Regions from separate parts of the Sus scrofa genome. Here region 1 is linked to region 2. Evidence: chromatin contacts called from public HiChIP or PLAC-seq data. All regions are on one chromosome and are shown on one strand. Each heading gives the region's core, a stretch centred on a gene start, on an enhancer-like site or on the middle of the called end of the contact. The rest is flanking DNA. Distances are from core to core; before and after follow the strand shown. Region 1 overlaps LONP2 (lon protease homolog 2, peroxisomal). Region 2 overlaps N4BP1 (NEDD4-binding protein 1).

Region 1 (4,914 bases), core at 1,469-3,968, 260 kb after region 2:
CCACGATGGGAACTCCAATGCAGAGATGTCTTAAAACCTTTCATCTTAGACTCCAATGCCATAAGCCACTTCATAAACCTTTACATGATACAATCATTTTTGGCCACCGGACTCTGCATGGGTTTGAATGGAGCACATCAGGTAGAGACGGCTGTTTTATCTGAAAAAACCGGTTTAGGTAGTGAGACATATGTTTGAGACTCTGAGGAAGCAGATTTTTTTAAGTTCGGAGAAAAGACAAAAGTTCTCAGCTAAGCACTCTAAAGGAAAAAAAACCTCATTTCAATCAAAGGAACAGGAGATATAAGGATAAAGCCCATATTACACAAGTGCATGTAATTTCAGTAAAAAAGAAAATAGGGAGGCATTTTAAAAATAAACAAACCAAAATGTAAAAACAAAAACCCAATGTAGCTTCTGAGACAACTATCTGATGAGCTCAGATTAAAGGGTCTGGACAAAAGATGAAAGAGGAGGGCCGGAGGAAGCTTACAGAGGAATGGCATGAACATGCAGAAATGGTACCAGGAAGTTCAGAATGCATTGGAGCTGGCCAAAAATAATAAGGACATCGACAACAACGAAAGACTTCTTTTTCTAAGATGTTTAGAACAGTAATGGGCTAGGAACTAATGCAGACAGTGTAATAGTAACAGCTGACTGAAAGAAAACAGACACATCAACCCCTAATTAGAGTTTTTAAACCAAAAAAGGAAGAGTTACCAGGGCCAAATAAGAACTGGTTGATGTTTCTTACCTTGACTTGATGATTGTGAAGATGCCAATTTTTAAAGGATATAAAACTCACGTACTTGATGATAATTAAGATGAAAAAAAAAATCAATGTACGGCAACGGTAGCTGACACTAACTTGTATATTAAACTATCCACAACGGGGAGTTCCTGTTGTGGTTCAGCGGAAACAAATCCTATTAGTAACCATGAGGTTGCGGGTTCAATCCCTGGCCTTGCTCAGTGGGTTAAGGATCTGGGGTTGCCGTGAGTGGTGGTGTAGGTCGCAGATGCGGCTCGGATCTGGCGTTCTGTGGCTGTGGCATAGACTGGCAGCTGTAGCTCTGATTCGACCCCTAGCCTGGGGACCATCATATGCAGGCCCCAAAAGCAACAACAACAACAAAAAGTCCCTAACTGCAAACTTCTACATTTGGGCTTTAAAAAACTCAACTGTATAAATATAGAATGGAATAGACCAAGCGTAGCAGAAATTCATATGCAAGAGAACTAAAGGTATTAGGCAACTCTAAGTGCAAGAGGAAAGAGGATAACCTAAAAAAGCTAAAAATTTTGAGATAGAGTCATAAAATAATATAGTCGGAATAAGACAATTGGTGGTCTTCTTATATCATGAGCTATTTAGGCTACATCTGAAATACTCAGTTCCATTCTGGATGTTTAATTTTAAAAGAGACACTGACATTAGAGGAATCACTCAGAAAAAGACTAATCAGCAGAGTAAAATGTCTTTAAAGTAGGTTGAGAGGAATGATAAAAAGATAATAGGAATGTTTAACTTGAAGAATAGAGCATTTATGGGATGACAGCCTTTTTTTTTTTTTTTTTTTTTTTTTTTTTTTTTTTAATGCCAGAAGGGCTGTACAAGAAAGGGAGTATACTTAGATTCTAGGTGTATGTATAGGGCAGAATGAGAAAATGAGAGGGAGGTAAATATAAAGATTATTTTATAACAGTGACATTTACTCACCAAAGAGGAGTTTACAGTAACCACTGTAATTCAAGCAGGCTAGTTACGCTGGGAGCCAAGAGGGAGGGGGTGACTTCTAGGACTCCCTCTCTGCCTGCTGAACTCTATGGGTCTGACTACCACATAGGAGAAGACGAAAAACACGGGAAAGATGAAAAACTATGTCTGAAGTTGGGTAACTCACTAAATATCCAAAACCTGCTTGGTGTAGCAAATACCTGTGCTGTTTTTTAAAAATATGAAAACTGCTCAGAGAAATTTCCTGATGTTCACAGCTTTCAATATCTGATGTTTTGAGTGAACAAGTACATGAAAAGGAAACACGGAAGTTCCTTTGTGACAGGTAGGTTAAGGATCCAGCGTTGCCCCAACTGTGATGTAGACTGAAGCTGTGGCTCGGGTTCAATCCCTGGCCCAGGACCCTTGACATGCCAAGAATGCGGCCAAAAAATACATAAAAAAATATAGTGCTCTAAAAAAGAATAAAAAAAGAAAAAGAAAAAGAAATCGTTCTCCAGACAACAACTGGGAAATACAAATAGCAATTACTCCTCAAGTCATTCGCATTTAGATCCAGATAAGCTATGAATGGCTATTTTTCTCTATTGCTCATATATTACAGATGGGGAAGCTATCAAAAAGGGTTCAGTGACTTATTGAAAGTTACCCAAAGACATCAGGGGTGTTATCTGGAATAATGATATTTTTGGAAGACTTTGGTGTATAAATCACCTGTTTTATTTCCTCTGGCATCATCTACCCAGTAAGTCACAAGAAAAGGAACTCCCAGGTCAGACTGAGTCTTACTGTTTCGCATGTAAATTTAAACCGACTTCCAAAGAGACTTTCATAAGGAGGCTGGCTTCGATCAAAAAGCAGTCTGACTGGCCAAACTCTAAGTCAAAGTTCAAAACAGAGAGAGACTTCCCCTCCTTTGAAAACCAGTGGTTACTGGGAACAGGCTGCAGGAGGAGTCCTGGCAGCCTGACACCACTTGCCAGATGATGCAATGGACCTGCAATGCTGAGCCAGGAAAACTGTGAGAGGCTATTGTAGACAGAAATTCTCAACAGGATACATTTTCCAGTCAAACGTGCAATCTGTACGTCAGATGAAGCAATACTCTACTCAGATAATTTATGCACTGCTTGCCATAGGCTTAACTACTTGGTAGCTAACTTGGGAAAGTATCTTCTCTGTTGTTTGGTGTTAATTCCAAGGACGAAAACTAAGGATTTAAAAAAAAAAAAAAAAAACCTCTCAAAGGGAGGAAAAGAAAATCTGAGTAACTTCAAACCGATGTCTGGAAGCTGCATCTCACGTCTTGGGAGCATTCAACTTTCAGGATCCTGGGGCATAAAAGGTGTCTCAAGAGTTTCCATGTTTTTGGTTGTTAACTTATCAAATTAATTCCATGCGCTGCTGTTAGGGAAAAGTTGAAATTCTGGCTGAACTATGAGTCCTTAGTTAGCTATGAAGAGACTCTAAAAGTGCTTCCTCTGTGACTCTCTGCCTCCTACAGAGCCCTGTGCACGTCGACAGTTACACGGAAAGGTTTGCTGGGAACTGGCTGCACAGGGGAAAGCGGATGCTCTGAGGTGCCAGTCAAACAGGAATCTACGTTCCAGGCTTGGACATGACTGAAGCCTCAGGACAGCTGACTAACCTGGTGATGACGTCCAGAGTAGTCACCTGAGGGATCTGAATCTGCTGAGGAGTCAGCCCATGCTGCTCCAGTTGCTTTGGGATCAAGTGCCTGTGGGCGATCTCGATCTTCTCCTCTTGTGTATACCCTGGAAAGAAGCCGTCATTACTCACGTGGCGTCCACAGTGCCATGAGGAAATGCAATGCAGATTCAAAGGATCTTGGATTTAGAAGGAACTGAGGTATGACTTCCACTAAGACTATAATCAGTAGAAAGAAATTTAATCCCCAAGCAATAAATGTTCAAATTTCCAACTTCCTCACACATAAGACGAGCACTTACTAAAGAAGCACAGAGTTTGAAAGTCTTTTGATTAAATGATGTATCTCAAAGAGAAAAAAAAGCTATCTCATTAGAGATAATTACCTCCTTAACACAAATGCAAGTTTGTATTTTATTATTTAATAGGCAAATACCCTCTTTTCTTTAGCATAATTTGATACATAAAGGAAAAAACTTGCAATGGCAACAACAAAGACTCAATTACGATTTGGAGGGAAGAGCTGCAAGAGGGCTATTTCCAGAGTTTTGATTATAAATTTTAACAAAACAAAACAAAACTAAGGGGTCCCTATAAAAGCATTTTTCCCTCTAGATGTTGGAATTACACATTAATTTATATGTTTAAAAGACTTTATGTTCTTATCTACTTAAAAGCTTCAATGAATATAAATTTACTCTGTCGTTAAATTCTATCAGGTAAAATTCCAGTACGATAATTGCTCCCTTTCCATTTAACAAACCAAAATTAAAAAGATGAGTTGACAAGGTGTCTTTTGAGTAGAATGCAGAAATAAAAAACACCAGAAAAGCTGGAAGACAGGATAACCAAACCTGCACAAGAGGACAGCCTCACACGTCCACCTCTGCAGCAGCTGCCCCGATTATTTCACTTCCCGTTAGCATATTATGGATTTTCACCTTAATTTGCCGTTTCCAGGCAACTGGATCTCATTACTCATTTTTTTGAGTCTTATAAATAGGCAGAAAGTAAATTTTACTCCGCTGTATTAGAAAACTACAGAAACCTGCAGGGCTAACAGATAACTAAGAAATCTAATTATCAATTACTTGATAGTCAAAATATATTTCAGATTAATATGAAATACACATACTTAGGTTATATTTAAAATCTAAATATATTTAGATTATATTCTATTTTCATTTTAACATATACCCACTGATATTTGATCTCTTCTAGGGAAAAGGAATTCCGAGCAATTTAAATAAGGGAGAGACATTAAGATTTACTAAGTGTAACCAAAGGATTTTTTAACACGCTCCAGTGAAGAAGACATGGGGAAAAAAGTATATAACTATTTGACAGATTCAACTAAAAAGAAGAGGAATGTAAAAGCACCCTGTACTTTTATATAAAAATGAGGTCAGATGTAATAAAGAGAATATTTTAGGACCTACCTCAATGAGAATCAATGATTATATTTTCCTGGAAATGGAAAAGAACCTTAAAATCTGATAGACAAG
Region 2 (5,476 bases), core at 213-2,712:
TCTGCTTGCACATCTAGGAATAAAGGACAGTCAATTACTATACTTTGTGTTTAACACAATTACTGTCTTACAAAAGTAGCTCTAATAAACTGTTCTTAAAAAAAAACAAAAAAAAACAAAACTGGGAGTTCCTTGTGGCGCAGTGGAAATGAATCCAACTGGTATCCATGAGGATGTGTGTTCGATCCCTGGCATTGCTTGGTAGAACAAGGATCTGGCATTGCCGTGAACTGTGGTGTAGGTCACAAATGTAGCTTGGATCCCTCGTGGCTGTGACTGTGACAGGCAGATGTAGCTCCACTTTGACTCCTAGCCTGGGAACCTCCATATGCCCCACTTGTCCCCGACACCCAAAAAAGGCAGAGTTCCCATTGTGGCTTAATGGAAACAAATCTGACTAGTAGATTCAGGTTCAAACTCTGGCCTTGCTCAGTGGGTTAAGGATCCAGTGTTGCCGTGAGCTGTGGTGTAGGCTGGCAGCTGCTACTCTAATTTGACCCCTAGCATGAGAACTTCTACTTCTATAATGCCACAGATGCTGCTCTAAAAAGCCAAAAAAAAAAAGCTCCTCTGTCCAGCACCAGTTATCACCACGCTCACAAATATTCCAGGTTTATCCAAAAGAACATAAAGAAGTAAAGAACTCATGACTGGACATTATACTGCTTGGGTTGAGCTTTTCCAAATTGGCACTTTCCTTGTATTTCTGGTGTTTCGTTTCCTGCTGGGAATTTTTTTTTTTCCTTTTTACAGCCGTACCTGTGGCATATGGAAGTTCCCAGGCCAGGGATTGAATTGGAACTGAAGCTGAGGCCTATGCCACAGCCACAGCAGTGCCGGATCCTTGACCCACTGAGTGAGGCCAGGGATTGAACCTGCATCCTCATTGGGACAACAGGTTCTTAACTCACTGAGTCACAGTGGGAACTCCTCCTCACAGGAATTTTGTAATGCGAAATGTGTAAAGAAGGAATATGTACACACTTGTATATAAATTCTCATGGAAGATATGTGGCCATTATGAGAGCAAGTATACCTAGTAGGTCCAAGTTTGTAAAACCTCATCGTAACTGGTGATACACAAGTTGAATTTTTAAATAATACCATTTTGGATAACGCAATTCTAATTTTGGTTGAAAGTGTAGATCAGGTATTGCCAGGCTTATGTCTTACAGCTGTCTGTCCAAAAAGTTTTCACTGCTAATTTAAGTAACAGTGCTTTTATTATTTAGTCAACACCTGTCAGACACTGTTGTCAAAACTTTACATTCTCATTGAATTTCCTCAAAACACCTAAGATAGCATTAGCCTCTCACAGTTGCAGAAACTGGGCTCAGAGGGGCTTGGTAACTTGAGCAAGGTCACCAGTTGTAAGGCTGGAATTTGAGCCTAGGAGCTGACTGCAGTGCTCAAGTTATTAGCAAGTATGTTCCACGGTCACTGTGAGTGCCCCCTTGTTTACGTGATTCACACTTCTGCCTCCAGTGGCAACCGAATTGCTCAAGAACCCAGTTCCCTTTCTTACCTTGTTCAGACCTCTTTCAATACCAATTCACTAGAAACCCTAGCCTTATCTCTGAGAATGGCAGTACTACTCTGCACTTTGTGGTTCTTTATATTTAGATCTACATTTAAATAGCCTGGTCTTTCTTAGTAAATAGACATAAAATTATATAGCATATACATTGTTCCAGGCAGCTGGAAAGTTTTGTTTTTGTTTTTTGTTAATTTATTGTTTTGTTTTGTTTTTTAAATCAGTCTGTTTTATTTGGAAACAGTAGTAGCAAAGCAAAAGTCAGGGTTTGTTCTGGAGTAAAAGTTATTTGACTTGATTATCTTCTCTCTTAATTATATCATAGTTTTAAAAAGTGACTAGTAGCAAGCAAAGATGTTTATTGTTTATAGACGTAAATAAATCCAGTCTTGTCATTAACCACTGTGCAGCTGGGCAGACCCCTAAGATCACATGGCAAGATACACTATTGAAAAATGATATAAATACCTGCCTTTTAGACTTAGATGCACAGTTTTCAGTTCCTCTGAAAACAGTTAAGCAACTTATATTTGTTATTTTAAATATTTTAGATAAAATGTGGTATCTTCCCCAAAGATATTAGCATGCTTTTTTTTTTTTTTTTTTAAATCTTTTTAGGGCTGTACTCACAGCATATGGAAGTTACCAGGCTACGGATCGAGTCCGAGCTGTAACCACCTCTACCACAGCCACAGCAAGGCCAGATCCAGGCCCTGTCTGCGACCTACACCACAGCTCACAGCAACACCAATCCTTAACTCACTGAGCAAGGCCAGGGATCGAACCCGCATGCTCATGGATACTAATCAGATTCGTTTCTGCTGAGCCACCATGGGAACTCCCAGCATGCTCTGGATTTTTATACAGCTTGACATTTGTAATCTCACGTGTAACATAATATATGTGCTGTAAGGAGCTTTGGTAAATTGATCTCATTTTTCTTCTCTTCTCTTTGCAGGAATATATTAAAGGAATCTGTGAACCTGAACTAGAAGAAAGAGAATGTTACCCCAAGGCCATGCACTGCATTTTTGTTGGGGCTCAGAGCCTGTTTCTGAAGAGCTTGATTCAGGACACCTGTGCCGATCTCTGCATTCTCGACATCGGTCTTCTGGGCATCAGAGGAAGTGCCGAAGCTGTGGTCATGGCTCGGAGTCACATTCAGCAGTTTGTAAAGCTCTTCGAGAATAATGAGAACCTACCCAACAGCCAAAAAGAATCAGAGGTAAAAAGGGAATTTAAACAATTTGTTGAAGCTCGTGCAGACAGTTACACAATGGACTTGTTGATTTTGCCCACTTCCTTGAAAAAAGAACTTTTGGCACTGACCCAGGGCGAGGAGAATCTATTTGAAACAGGAGACAATGATGTTGTTGAAATTAGAGATTCTAAACAAAGAGAGTTTACGCAGAGTGCTGCCGCAGGGCTGAATATTTCCAGAGATGAAATTGTTTTGCAGGAAGATGCAAGAAACAAAGCTGGGACTCCCGTTACTGAGCTTACAAAACAAATGGACACAGTCTTTTCTAGCTCACAAGATGTCCTTTTTGTTCCAATAAATGGACTAACCCCAGATGAAGAGGCGCTTTCCAAAGATAGAGTTTGTCACAAAAGGAGATTTTCTGATTCTGAAGAAAGGCATACCAAGAAACAATTTTCTCTGGAAAATGTTCAAGAGGGAGAGCTTTTACATGAAGGTAAGACATTAGCTGGAAATGTAATCATTGACCTATCTGATTCTTCTACTGATGCCGAAAATTTAAATCCAGATGTAAAAGACACTACTGAGGAAATGGAATACAATATCCTCGTCAACTTTTTTAAAACCATGGGCTATTCTCAAGAAATTGTTGAAAAGGTCATTAGGGAGTACGGGCCAACTACTGAACCATTATTGCTGTTGGAGGAAATTGAGAAAGAAAATAAAAGATTCCAAGAAGAGAGAGAATTTTTACCTGGTACTACGTACCCAGAGACCAACAAAACCAAAAATAAAGGTGTTTGTAGCAGCGTAAATGAACTTACGACAGATTCCACTCCAAAGAAAACACAGACTCACACACAGCAAAACATGGTAGAAAAATTTTCTCAGCTACCATTCAAAGTTGAATCAAAACCATGTACCTCAAATTGCAAAATTAATACTTTCAGAACAGTGCCAATAGAACAGAAACAAGAAATCTGGAGTTCAAATCAGAACTACGTTTGTAACATAGACCTTGAAACCGATGGCCTTTCACCCTCTGTTGCCCCTTCAAGTCCCAAAGAAGTTGTCAATTTTGTTTCAAGAGGAGCTTCAAGTCACCAGCCCAGAATTCCCGTTTTTCCTGAAAACGGTTTGCAGCCGCAAGCAGAGCCCTTGCTTCCGAATAATATGAAGTCTGCCTGTGAAAACCGTTCGGGATGTGGTGGCTCTCCTCAGTCCAAGCCAAATTGCCCACCTCTTTCTCCACCGATGCCGCTGCCCCATCTGTTACCTTCAGTGACTGATGCCAGGTTGGCAGGACCTTCTGAGCATATTGATTCCTCAGTTACAGGGGTTCAAAGGTTTCGAGATACTCTGAAAGTGCCCTACAAGCTGGAATTAAAAAATGAACCAGGGAGAACAGATCTGAAGCACATTGTTATAGACGGCAGCAATGTTGCAATTACGTAAGTCCACTCTACAAATTATATTACAGTTTTCAATATGGCTCTTAGCAGCATCTCAGAATTGCATGCATTTGTAGGAGCTGTCCTGTGCCTCTGTGTAGTTGATACATATATATAGCCTTACCTGAAAAAAGGAAAGAAAAACCAGCTGATTGGTGTCTTGTGGCATCCTGAACTTTGCTTCACTCTGCTGGACCTAGATCTGAGGCCAAGGGATGGTAGAAAACTTGTTTTTTTCACATTGCATTTCCCTGTAATAAGCAGTGTGGAGACTTTTGAATCCTTAGGTTCTTAATACCATGAATACATTAGGTTCTGAATATGATGACGCTTAAGGCAAAAAAAAGAGATTTTTTTTTTCTTTTTATAATACAGCATGCCAGGTCTTTCACCAAGAGTGTGCAGTAATAATGGATGTGGTGGGCTTATACTTTTGTCGATAGTGATAACAATTTCCTTTCTAAGGCAATTCTACAGTTTGAGCTTCCTTTTGGGCCTTTGCTCTTACTAGACGTTTTTACATTTGTTTTCAATAAAAAGTGTTAAATGATCATTTCTAGTTAGCCTGTCTTGGAACCCTCTTAGGATTCTGATTTTATACCTCGAGTGTGGGATTGTAAGGGGCGGTTCGATAAAGTGACTAAGGAGTGTGTAGCGCTCAGCATCTCTGCCCCAGTGTGGACCTGCTGTCTGAGGACATCTTCAGGGTTTAGCATGTTAAGTAGCTGCAATTCAAGAAAAGGGGCACCTGGACAAAGAGTGAAGGAGAAGTTGAAATACAGTTGACCCTTTAACTACTCAGGAGTTAGGGGGCGCTGACTCTCTGCCCAGTCAAAAATCCGTGTGTAACTTGACAGTTGGCCCTCATAGAGTTGTTCTGCGTCCTAGGATCACTGTTGAAAAAAATCCACACTTAAATGGACCCTCCAAGTTCAAACCTGTGTTGTTTGAGGGTCAGCCATACTTTTCTGAATTCCTGAATGTTTATGTAACTCCTTCGTAGAAGTTCTAAAAAATCAGTTAATCCTCTGATTTTTCAGGAATACTTGATGAGATTGAAAAATAAAGTAAGTTTTTATTACTAAAATAAGCATTTATTATATATCTCTTGTTTTTTTGTTTTGTCGGTTTTTTGGTTAGAATTTTCAAACAGAAAAATATGAATTCTGTGTTGGTCTCATTTGGGACTCCCATGTGCCCGTCACCTACCTCCAGTAGTTAACTCCTGGCCTGTCTTGTTTCATCCCTTCAAACATTGTTTCATTTATATCCTACCTGCTCCCTTTCATC

Evidence for each region. HiChIP or PLAC-seq counts read pairs in DNA pulled down with a chosen protein or histone mark.
Region 1: an H3K27ac HiChIP or PLAC-seq map of skeletal muscle shows a contact between it and region 2. The contact joins two enhancer-like sites. A contact is called at or near these places in 2 of 2 datasets of contacts at active chromatin or transcription factors (alveolar macrophages and skeletal muscle).

Annotation. Positions count from the first base shown.
Region 1 is chr6:36,410,448-36,415,361 of Sscrofa11.1, forward strand. It overlaps LONP2 (lon protease homolog 2, peroxisomal), which reads right to left. Exons shown (of 15, transcript XM_005664451.3): 10 at 3,390-3,516. Among named protein-coding and RNA genes, the nearest start is that of ABCC11, 49 kb to the right of the region's middle. Within about 2 kb of position 2,719, at least 35 of the 83 cell types and tissues checked have an H3K27ac peak or open chromatin away from gene starts, as enhancers often do. A contact at or near this core is called in alveolar macrophages and skeletal muscle, where this site is marked.
Region 2 is chr6:36,152,254-36,157,729 of Sscrofa11.1, forward strand. N4BP1 (NEDD4-binding protein 1) reads left to right here. Exons shown (of 7, transcript XM_003126990.5): 2 at 2,493-4,186. Among named protein-coding and RNA genes, the nearest start is that of N4BP1, 33 kb to the left of the region's middle. Within about 2 kb of position 1,463, at least 5 of the 83 cell types and tissues checked have an H3K27ac peak or open chromatin away from gene starts, as enhancers often do. A contact at or near this core is called in alveolar macrophages and skeletal muscle, where this site is marked.